Linked DNA regions of Mus musculus: all the other regions are linked to region 2. A link is a contact called in public HiChIP or PLAC-seq data. All regions are on one chromosome and are shown on one strand. The core of a region is the stretch at or near the end of the contact, and the rest is flanking DNA. Distances in the headings are between cores, read along the strand shown.

What was found. HiChIP or PLAC-seq counts read pairs in DNA pulled down with a chosen protein or histone mark.
Region 1: an HNF4G HiChIP or PLAC-seq map of pancreatic cancer cells shows a contact between it and region 2. The contact joins the enhancer-like site here to the promoter of Arsb in region 2. A contact is called at or near these places in 2 of 39 promoter capture datasets (liver and stem cell-derived epiblast-like cells), 1 of 484 Hi-C or Micro-C datasets (nephron progenitors), 2 of 115 datasets of contacts at active chromatin or transcription factors (memory CD8 T cells and pancreatic cancer cells) and 2 of 9 other capture datasets (adipose tissue and liver).
Region 3: a FOXA1 HiChIP or PLAC-seq map of pancreatic cancer cells shows a contact between it and region 2. The contact joins the enhancer-like site here to the promoter of Arsb in region 2. A contact is called at or near these places in 1 of 484 Hi-C or Micro-C datasets (CD4 T cells), 5 of 115 datasets of contacts at active chromatin or transcription factors (bone marrow-derived macrophages, effector CD8 T cells, memory CD8 T cells and 2 more) and 2 of 9 other capture datasets (adipose tissue and liver).

What each region holds. Positions count from the first base shown.
Region 1 is chr13:93,973,950-93,977,434 of GRCm38.p6, forward strand. No RefSeq gene overlaps it. Among named protein-coding and RNA genes, the nearest start is that of Lhfpl2, 82 kb to the right of the region's middle. Within about 2 kb of position 1,927, at least 29 of the 459 cell types and tissues checked have an H3K27ac peak or open chromatin away from gene starts, as enhancers often do. A contact at or near this core is called in adipose tissue and pancreatic cancer cells, where this site is marked.
Region 2 is chr13:93,769,851-93,773,118 of GRCm38.p6, forward strand. Arsb (arylsulfatase B) reads left to right here and starts at 1,829. Exons shown (of 8, transcript NM_009712.3): 1 at 1,829-2,242. The coding sequence starts at 1,928.
Region 3 is chr13:93,997,022-94,000,253 of GRCm38.p6, forward strand. No RefSeq gene overlaps it. Among named protein-coding and RNA genes, the nearest start is that of Lhfpl2, 59 kb to the right of the region's middle. Within about 2 kb of position 1,535, at least 73 of the 459 cell types and tissues checked have an H3K27ac peak or open chromatin away from gene starts, as enhancers often do. A contact at or near this core is called in bone marrow-derived macrophages, microglia and pancreatic cancer cells, where this site is marked.

The DNA of each region.
Region 1 (3,485 bases), core at 677-3,176, 200 kb after region 2:
AACACACAGAATAGATCATGCTAGTATCTATAACAGGAAGGAATGGGAGAAGAAGCTGGTAAAGTGTATGGAATTGGGATTCTAGAGACAGGAATACTGGAGAGTTTGGTAAAGGTTCTAAGTCAATCTTGGAATGGAATATTTTCCTGGTATGTGTGACTGGAACAATCTTATAATTCTCCCCATGCAACTGAGGGAAATTGTCAGATTGGTCTCTTATAAACTGTACAGACTTCAGTAGCCTGGTCAGGATGTTCAGGGATGTTTATGCGAAATGGACCATGCCCACCAGTCCATTTGCCAGACTCTGTGCAGACATGGGTAAAATGATGTGTGTGAAGACCCTGGTCTACACAAGAACTGCGTTAAGAGCAGAGTTATCCTTTTTATCTCTGGTTTTGCCTATGTCCTGTAATGATCCACCCTCCCTCCCCTTCTTTTTTTCCTGCACTGGGAATTGAACCCGGGGCCTCTTTGGTGCTAAGCACATGATCTATCACTAGGTTGCATCCCTAACCCTGTGATATCCTTTAAAAGAGATTTCAACCAATGAGAAAGGAGGCCACAAATTTGAAAGAGAGCAAGGCACAGAGGGTTTATGGGAGGGCTTATAGAGAGTAAAGGGGTGGAGGAAACAGTGTAATTGTAACCTCAAAAGTAAAAAGACAATCCAGACAAACAATCGGCCAACAGGACATTCCATACTGGGTGAAGCACAGGAAATCATGCCATATGTTCTTGGCGAAAGCTGAAAGGGAGATGCACGTGGGACTGTCCCACACTGAGTACTGAGTACCCGGCCTAGCAGTGGTGGCCCACAAAGGATCCCTCATCTCAGCAAACCTCGTTCAATACTGTCTACTTAGACATTTTCCTATACCATCCCTGGTCCCAACTTCAAACGGACCTGTCCTGTGACCTGTGTTCTCAGGTTACTTAGAAAAGAGGCAATGTATTATGTCCCCACCAAGCCCATCTATCCACCTGGAGTTTTCTGTACTCCCTAATCACAGTAGGTCGCTAGCTGTTCTTCTACCCCCAGTGGTGTCTGGTGCTGCCATAGTATCAACACAACAGCCATCCATTCTCAGTGTGCATCCCTCTCATACAGGTCAATGGTGACAAGGGCCATTTCTAGTCCAGGTCTCCCAGGGCTGGTGGTGTTTGGAAACATGGTCTCATGTATCCCAGGACAGCCTGGAACTCACTATGAAGCTGAGGAGAACATGGAACTTCTGGCTATCTTGTCACACTATCTTCAAGTACAGGGATTATAGATGTGAATCACTGTCCTTTGTTTATGCAGTACCGGGGATTAATGACACTCAGGGCTTCATGCATGCAAGGCAAGCATTCTACCAACTGGGCCCAGATCTCACGGGTTTAATTGCTGCTCTGGCATGGCCCTTCCCATAAATCTAATATTTTGAGCTGTTTTCTTCTTCCTTCCTTCTTAATAGGAAGCCCGTAGCTTGGATGACCAGGGAAGTCCTGGTTTCCCTGGTTGGCCAGGTGTAACTACTAATGACAACCCTTTGGCTTTAACATGTGCTAATTGAGAACACAGGTTTTAGGGTAAGCCCACCTGGGGCTGAATGTGTCTCCACCAAGCTAGGAAGCAGGTATAGCACACGAAAAAAAGAAAAGGTTCCAAGCTGTCAGGGCAAAGGAACCTTTATACAGTGGCATGCTCCTGCACCAAACCTGAGCAGTACTCACTGACATCTCAGACAGCAGGGACTAGGCAAGTTGTCAAGAGACAGTCAGAGGGGCGTTTGAAAGCGGGAGATTTGCAGGGATTCGAGGTGGGAAGGCAGAGGGAGATGTCAGAAGGCTGTGCAACCCCAGAGGATGTGGCAGGGAGTATTTCATGGCATGGGGTTTGTCTTGCATTCCTGAGAGGCTAGGCTGCGTTCTTTATTGGTGCACTGCTTCTGCCAAGGTCTATTGTGACTCACTCCCTCCAGGCAGCCTGCCTAGATTGGACCTCCCTACCTAGACCGAGAAGGCAGACCAGGGCTTACTGCTTTCTGTTTCTCCCTGTCATTGATAAATTGCTCATCTCTTGATGGATGAGGTTTTCACCTGCTAAGATTTCTGGTCAGCTGTTCCTGAGGGCAATAGTTCAAATTACCTAGTTGTCCTGTCTTCCAAAGAACTGAAAATCAGCCCTTTCTCTTTGTAGCTATAAAAAGTTACTTCAACAAAATGTATATTTTCCAGCATGTTATAAGTAGACATGTTTAAAGCTCCTCACATCCTTTTACTGATCTTCTTACATCATTAAAAATGTACTCAAGTAGCCATTCTATATCTGCTATTACCCACTTTATACTGCACCAACAAGCTACTCTCCAGTACTAGGCAACTTTACACATGTTGAATGTAGAACCCATCCCCTTTCCCCACAGGAATATTTATTACGTCTGGTGTAATAAATCCAAGCGCCGGAACACCTTTTTTATTTCTAAATCACTTTGTCATTCTTTGTCACAAAAGTATGTAAACAGATTGTAATTTCTTGTGACTGTTAAGCTCAATGATAGAAATCGTTCAGACAGAGTTGCCAGCACAAGTGGTCTCACCAACTCTTATCATCACACAGAAGGGAGTCAAGGTGGGTGAGACCGATCTGCAGTGAAGAGCACTGCGGCTACCCTTGCAGAACCCAGGTTCAGTTCTCAGCACCCACATGGCAGCTCACATCCATAACTCCAGCCAGGGATTTGACACCCTTTTCTGGCCTTCAGGGTCATGAGCATGCAGATGTATACACGTACACACATGCAGACAAACGGTCATATGCATACTAATGAAAATAAACAGATTTTTTTGTTATATATTAAACATAATGGTGAAAATTTCTCAGGGATACGCCTCTTGGAAAGATGTGTCTGCTTCAGCCATTAAGAACGTACGGTTAGCCGGGCGTGGTGGCGCACGCCTTTAATCCCAGCACTCGGGAGGCAGAGGCAGGTGGATCTCTTGAGTTCGAGGCCAGCCTGGTCTACAAAGTGAGTTCCAGGACAGCCAGGGCTATACAGAGAAACCCTGTCTCGAAAAACCAAAAAAAAAAAAAAGAACGTACGGTTAGTCACTTTCTACGACTGACCACATCCTGTCCATCCCTCTTATTTTTAATCTTGGCAATACTCAACAATATGTATTAAGCAAGCAGAAATTGAATTTCCTAAGAAGTCCTATTACACATTTTAAAAAAACAAAACATACCCAGGGGTCTATTACTGTAATCAGCTTGTCTGGGAAGAATTAAGGCAGTCGAAAATGACATCTGTAGCTCTCTCTTTGGCTCTCTGAGCCAGTAGACTTCACAAATCCCCTCAAGGCTCTACTGGGAGAAGAGACGTCTAAAGTGCACTGGGGTGTCTGAAAGAGGAACTTGTCTGCTAGAGGGTGAACTTGTGTGTCAGAGGAGAAAATTTACATCTCAACTTGGAAGTTAGACAGTGATGGTCAGGGCCGCT
Region 2 (3,268 bases), core at 579-3,078:
CATAGAAAGGACGCTAAAAGGTCACTATTGGTAGCCATCCTAATTATAATCTATTCACACAAGAAATGAAAGCCAATAAGCAAAAGTTTGAGTACTACTTAGTAATTACAAGGGGGAGATGGTAACTCTGCAGTGGAGACCTGATGCCAGTAACACAGGGGTCCCACAAAAGAGCAAACCAACACTGTTCCTCTCTGTCTGAGGTACCAGGCATCACCCCACATCACCTTCCTGTACTCTTGTACGAAGCTGTTGCCTGAGTGAAATCCAAAGGAAACACCAAAGGAACACCAGTAGAGAGATTTTTAAAAGAACCACGCACAGTATGCATGCCATAGGTCTTCAGTATACAGATGAAAATCAGACTTTTCCCACCTGCACATTGCCAGGGCACCCCCAGCTGACATGCTCAGTTGAAATGCAGGGCACGGGGATTTTGGTGGGTGCTTAGTTCCAGGAGCAGTATTACTGGAGGCTGTTTGATGCTTATCAAGGGCAGGGAAAACCTGGACCTTGGCCTGGGACTGTAATCCCAGTTCTGTCAGTGGGAGATGAAGAGGCAGGAGGACAGAGAGCTGGAGGAGCTATCCTGGGGTACATAGTAAGCACCTGCTTAAAAACAAAAAGGAGAGGACTATAGAAAACAATTATGGAGTAGAAGAATATGCAGAGACCACACTATCCCCAACACAAAAGCGAACAAACAACTCTTCTAAGATATTGTTTTTGGGTTTAAAAATGCCAAAATTTAAAACTTTCTGGCTATATTTTACTAAGGATAAGTAGTAGTTATCTACTTCAAAGAAAACTCTTATGTATGTTAAGAGGGAAACATATATTCAAGGATAATCTTTTTTTAAAAAGGAAAATTTTGGCCGGGCGTGGTGGCACACACCTTTAGTCCCAGCACTCGGGAGGCAGAGGCAGGCGGATTTCTGGGTTCAAGGCTAGCCTGGTTTACAAAGTGAGTTCCAGGACAGCCAGGGCTACACAGAGAAACCCTGTCTCAAAAAAAAAAAAAAAAAAAAACCACACACACACACAAAAGAATTTTTTTACTCTCACACAAATCACAAATGCAGAAATGAATACATCATGTGATTTCATCTAATTTATTAGTGAGAAACCGATAAGAAATTAAAATTGGTTATAAGGAACAATACCACAAACGCCCATCAGCCAACCGCATGGAAGTCAGTTGAGTACATCAGCAATAATTACTTTTCAAGGGTATCATTCATCCAGAGCTTCTAAAGCTGTAAAGTAACTCCCACGGACTCGGCCTCAGCCAGAGAGGGTGTGTCCTTCAGGCAGCGCACATTTTTTCTCTCTCCACCTAACAGTTATCACTCATCTCTAGACATTGAGTAAGCAAGTAGACAGTCTTAGGTGGGCATACCCCGAATGTCTTGAAATGAAACTTCACCATTTCATTTTAGATTCTGGGCAGACAGAATGAATGTGTTTGGCCCACTGATGATGGGAAGGAAGTGGCTTCATGGGTACACACTGCACAAAGGAATCTGAAACACCATCTGCACCACCTCTCTTCTCTCATCTGTAATGGTCCAAACCATTACAGGGTTTCTTCTGGGGATAAAAGGAGCGCTAACTATAGTGCTTAGCTGTCAAGTTTGCGGCTAGATTTAATCAGATAAAGGTTGTGAAACAGCTTTGGAACTTGTGGCTCTCGAGTTCATGGCTAAAATAAAGAACGGGCCTCTGGGCCTTGGAAGGACCGGCTGAGTTCGCCCGCGCGCTCTGTGCGGCTCCTCCCCCGGCCCCCGCGGGAGGCGGAGGCCGTGGACGCCGGCCCTCCCCAGCCCGCGGCCCGCCCAGGTGGATGAAATCTTGCTGGGGAGCCCGGCCGCTCAGTTCCCGATTCTGTCGGGGGTGCCCGCAGCACGGGCTCTGCAGGCTGCTAAGGATGGGCAAGCTTAGCCCGTGCACTGGCAGGAGCCGGCCTGGAGGTCCCGGGCCGCAGCTGCCACTCTTGCTGCTGCTGCTGCAGCTGCTGCTGCTGCTGCTGTCGCCGGCCCGGGCCTCCGGAGCTACCCAGCCTCCGCATGTGGTCTTCGTGCTGGCGGACGACCTGGGCTGGAACGACTTGGGTTTTCACGGCTCGGTCATCCGCACGCCGCACCTGGATGCGCTGGCGGCCGGCGGCGTGGTCCTGGACAACTACTACGTGCAGCCGCTGTGCACGCCCTCGCGGAGCCAGCTGCTCACCGGCCGCTATCAGGTACTAGGCGGCCTCCAGCCCCGCGTGACCCCGCGAGCCCGCCAGCTCAGTCGGACCGCGCTCGACAACCCTGGCTTCCCCAGGCTGCTGCCTAGGGCCACTGCGCATGCCTGACTTCCTCCTGGTGGCCGAAGGCAGGAGTGGCTTTCGTTTTCTCTAGGTCAGAGGAGAGCGGGGTTTCTGGGATCTCGAGGTGCTGTGTCTGTGAACCCCCAAAGAGAAGGATAGACGAGGTCCTGAGGAGAAAGGATGGAGAAGAAAAGGGAGGCCCAAGGAGCTCCAGAGGGCCATTAAAGTGAGAGGCTGCACTGGGACGGACCCTAGTGACTGACGCGGTGTGTCATAGATCAGGAGTGACCTACTTGAGCCAGGAGGATAGGAAGCCATGTAGATGGGAGTTTCAGAGATTAATTTAGAAACACTAAAAAGACTTGGGATTGTTGACAAGGGACGCATCACCCGAAAAGCCTTCAGTGAATGAGCGTGGGGGTGGGGTATGTGAAAGATCTTAAGCTTTCTCTCAGCCCCTGTTGTACCTGGGAGTCAGGCCACAGGTGAGATAAGGTGCACCCCAGGCTCCTATATCTTTCCTTTACTAAGTTACCCCCTTGCCTATAACTATGCATATGTCAACAACGTGGAAATTCCAGCACCCACGCTCAGATCCTCCGCTGTGCATGGCTAACAATGGAAGTCATTTCCAGGTTCTCCGTACCCCTACAATGAAAATAAGGGTGCTGATATTTCTTCTACCTTTGAGGGTGAATCCAGCCCACATGAGTCTCTTCACTGCCCCTTTAGAGAGTATGTCCCCCACAGAGTATGTGTATGTTAAATGACTGGGAACAGTAAGAACGTATCTTGTAGTGTTTTTATTGTACTGAAACGTTTTTAAAAACCACTTTATGAGGTAGTTATCTTGAACGCCCTTTACAGGCGAGGAGATAGCTTGCCTAAATTGGATGTCAGCGGGGGAGTCACACGGCTATAAATTGCAATCCTTAGTTTCCTGCACCTACTCGTCTC
Region 3 (3,232 bases), core at 285-2,784, 230 kb after region 2:
GCCAGGAGTGACCTGTCAAATGTCCCGCCAAACCACTGAGAGCATGTGTTTGGCTTCATGGTCACCAAATACTAGGATATGGTGTCGTGGGAAGAGAAGCTTGTGAGAGAGTCAGGAGGCCCAAATGCACTTCAATATAGATGGGCAGAGTTCCTCCTGAGTCTCTGGAAAGACACATGAGTAAGCCACGAAGAGGAAATGATAGAATCCAGCCCATTCTAGATGGTTCCTGAATGACAGGGGCTAATGTGGACAGTGAAGATATCTCACTCTTTGCCTTTCTCAATTATTCCCTGTTCCCCCCAAACCCCAGATTAGACCTAAAGAAATTAAGTAGCCAAAGGACAAACTGTGGAAAAGAATGTTGGAAAACATGTAGGCTATCTGCCACCTGGGTGAGTAGACACTCAACAGTTGAAGGTTGCCTAAGAATATACAAAAGGGATGATGGGGGGAGGCAAGCTAAGCAGATTCAGTCCCAGGGATTGTGTCATGAAGAGGACCACAGGGAAGCCTTTGTCTGGGTGTCTCAGGTGCTAGCTGAAGACTCACCTGGAGCCTTCCATGTTTGAGGGTTCAGCCAGGTGCCTCCCTTCCTACGACCACAGCCTCTAGTAGCTCTGCTAGCGGAGGAGTAGGGCGGGGCTGTTCCTCCATGACAAGCACTCACAAACCTATGGGCAACAGCACGTGGGGTTCCCAGGAAAGGCAAAATACTAAACTGAGAAGTATAACTGGGCTGGGAGGTAGCTCACTCGGTAAAGTCGCTGCCATGCAAGCACGAGGAGCTAGGTTCAAATCTCCAGGCGGGACAGCATACATTTGTAACCCGGAGGTAGGAGTCAGGAGGCAGAGGTAGATAGACAAACTCCTTCGTCAGTGAGATATAGGTTTAGTGAGAGACCTTGTCTCGAAAAATAAGGTAGAGAGTGATCAAGGAAGACACTGCCCTTTGACTCAACAGTTACCAGATAGAGAATTCATGTGACAATGTGGTTTCATTTTCTTGGGGAGCACGATGACACCCCTTCCATGCCTTTCCCCATCCCCCAGAAAGCATCCGTGCATGCAGTGAGGGTGTATTTGGCAAAATGGATGGCTGTAATAAAACGGGTGGCTAACCAGCAAGGGCCAGAATGATGAGTCACAGGTCTGTGAGCTGACTCACCTGCAACTGGGCAAGACTGCCCGAGACAAGCCCTCCCGGGGGGGGGGGGGGGGCGGGAGGAGACAATGTCTCATGGACACCCATTCTATGCCAGGCTGAATCATCCAGGGTGAATTTCAAGATATCCAGGGCTTGGATCTTCCAGACTATATGGAGAGGCTAGTTAGCTTTGTTTAAGTAACCAATCAACATTTTAAAGTCACCTTACATTTAATTTTTATCTCCTGTGCTATGCTCACACTGGTGGGTCACTGTGTCCTAGGATAGCCCTCTAGACTCTTCTGGTGCTGTGGGTCCTGACTCCTCCTGCTCCTCTGAACTGGGAGATGGGGGCTGAAGAGCAATCCCTGTGCTGAGATTGAATACACCGGGCTGACTGTATCACACTGCCTGACACCATCCCCTCTGTCTCCCTGCTAGAGAGTGATTCATGGTCACTCTTGGCAGAGTTTTTGGAATCCCATTTGTGGGATTTTTATCTCATCTAATTCAAGTGAAAGAGCACAAAAATGTGGCATCCTGGGGACAACCTTGGGTTAGGAAAAAAACAGTCTTCTCTAATTTAATGAAGGGCAGCTATGAAAATCTGAGTAGTTTTTAGAAACAAAAATGAACTACAGTTACATGAAGTAAAACAGAACACCTTAGACATAACGTTAAGTGAAAAAGATCAAAAGATCAATCCTAGAATCGATATACATATTTAATTATTTGGGAAAGATTAAATCCAATAAATGAACTACATAGATAGATAGATAGATAGATAGATAGATAGATAGATAGATATTTTAGCAGTATGTATTTAACGCTGTGTCTATCTCAGTTTCCCGCATGACTCCTACAACAGATGATCACAAACCTGGTGGTTTAAAACAAAAGGTAACTATTCTCTCTCAGTTTGAGAGGCGAGCAGGCAAAAACTAGTTTTACCAGGTAAACTTCATGGTGGTGTGTTTTCTCTAGAGGCCTCAAGAATTTCTTGCCTTTTCTTGGCCTCCGTCCTCTGTGGTCCCCTTGGCCTGCTCCCTTTGTGGTCCCCCTGTCCTCTCCCCTCTGTGGTCCCCTTGGCCTTCGCCCTCTGTGGTCTCCTTATCTTCCTTCCATGTCACATACCCCTCCACTTCACTTTACTAAGGCACTTGTAGTTTCACTTGGGGCCCAAATGCGTAATCAGAGCTGGTTTTCTCAACTTGACACCCTCACCGCAGTCCCACCTGCCATGTTTGTTATATAAGGTCATAGCCACATGGTCTGGCTGTTCTGCATCACCCTCTGTACAACCCTCCCACCCCCACGACATGAGGGGCTTGTTTCTTCTGAGAATCTCCACCCGAGGCCTTGCACCTTTTCTTGGGAATTCCCTCCCAGTCTGCCGTGTTCTTGGAATTTTTTGGCTCATTCTTTGTGCCTTACCAGGAGTCTGGCATCTAATCTTTCTATCACAGTCTGTTCCTCCACATAGGCTCGAAGCCTGCTTCTCCCCGGGTTGTGACCTGCTGGAACTTTCCTCTGCATCTTGCATCTAAATCTCTGTCCAAGCCTGACAGGGTACCTGTTGTCACCAAACCCAACCCTGGGCAGCAATTTAACATACTGTGTGGGAAAAGCTGGGCAGGAAAGGAGGTGTGGGAGGGGAGGGGAGAGAAGGGAGAGGAGGAGAGAGAGGGGAGAGAAGAGAGAAAAGGAGAGGAGAGGAGAGGAAGAGAGAGGAGGGGAGGGGACGGGGAGGGAAGGAAGGAACTTTGCACTGGGACTTGATGTGTCTCTTCTTTGTCTAATATTATTATATTTGGACATGTTGAATTTACACTGCTCCTCTCCTTTCTTCCCTCTCCTCTCCCCTCTCCTCCCCTGCCCTCCCCTTTTCCTCTCCTCCTGTCTTGTTGCCTCTTACCCTCTCTCCCCTTTCCTCCCATACTTCCTCTTGGACCCTCTTCTTTTTTTCTTTCCAATAAATGAATTCTATCCAGAATCAATATCATTTCTTGGTGTGTGGGTGGGTGGGTCACTTTACATCCCAGTAGCAGCCCCACCTCCCTCCTCTCCTCCCAGTCCTACCTTTAC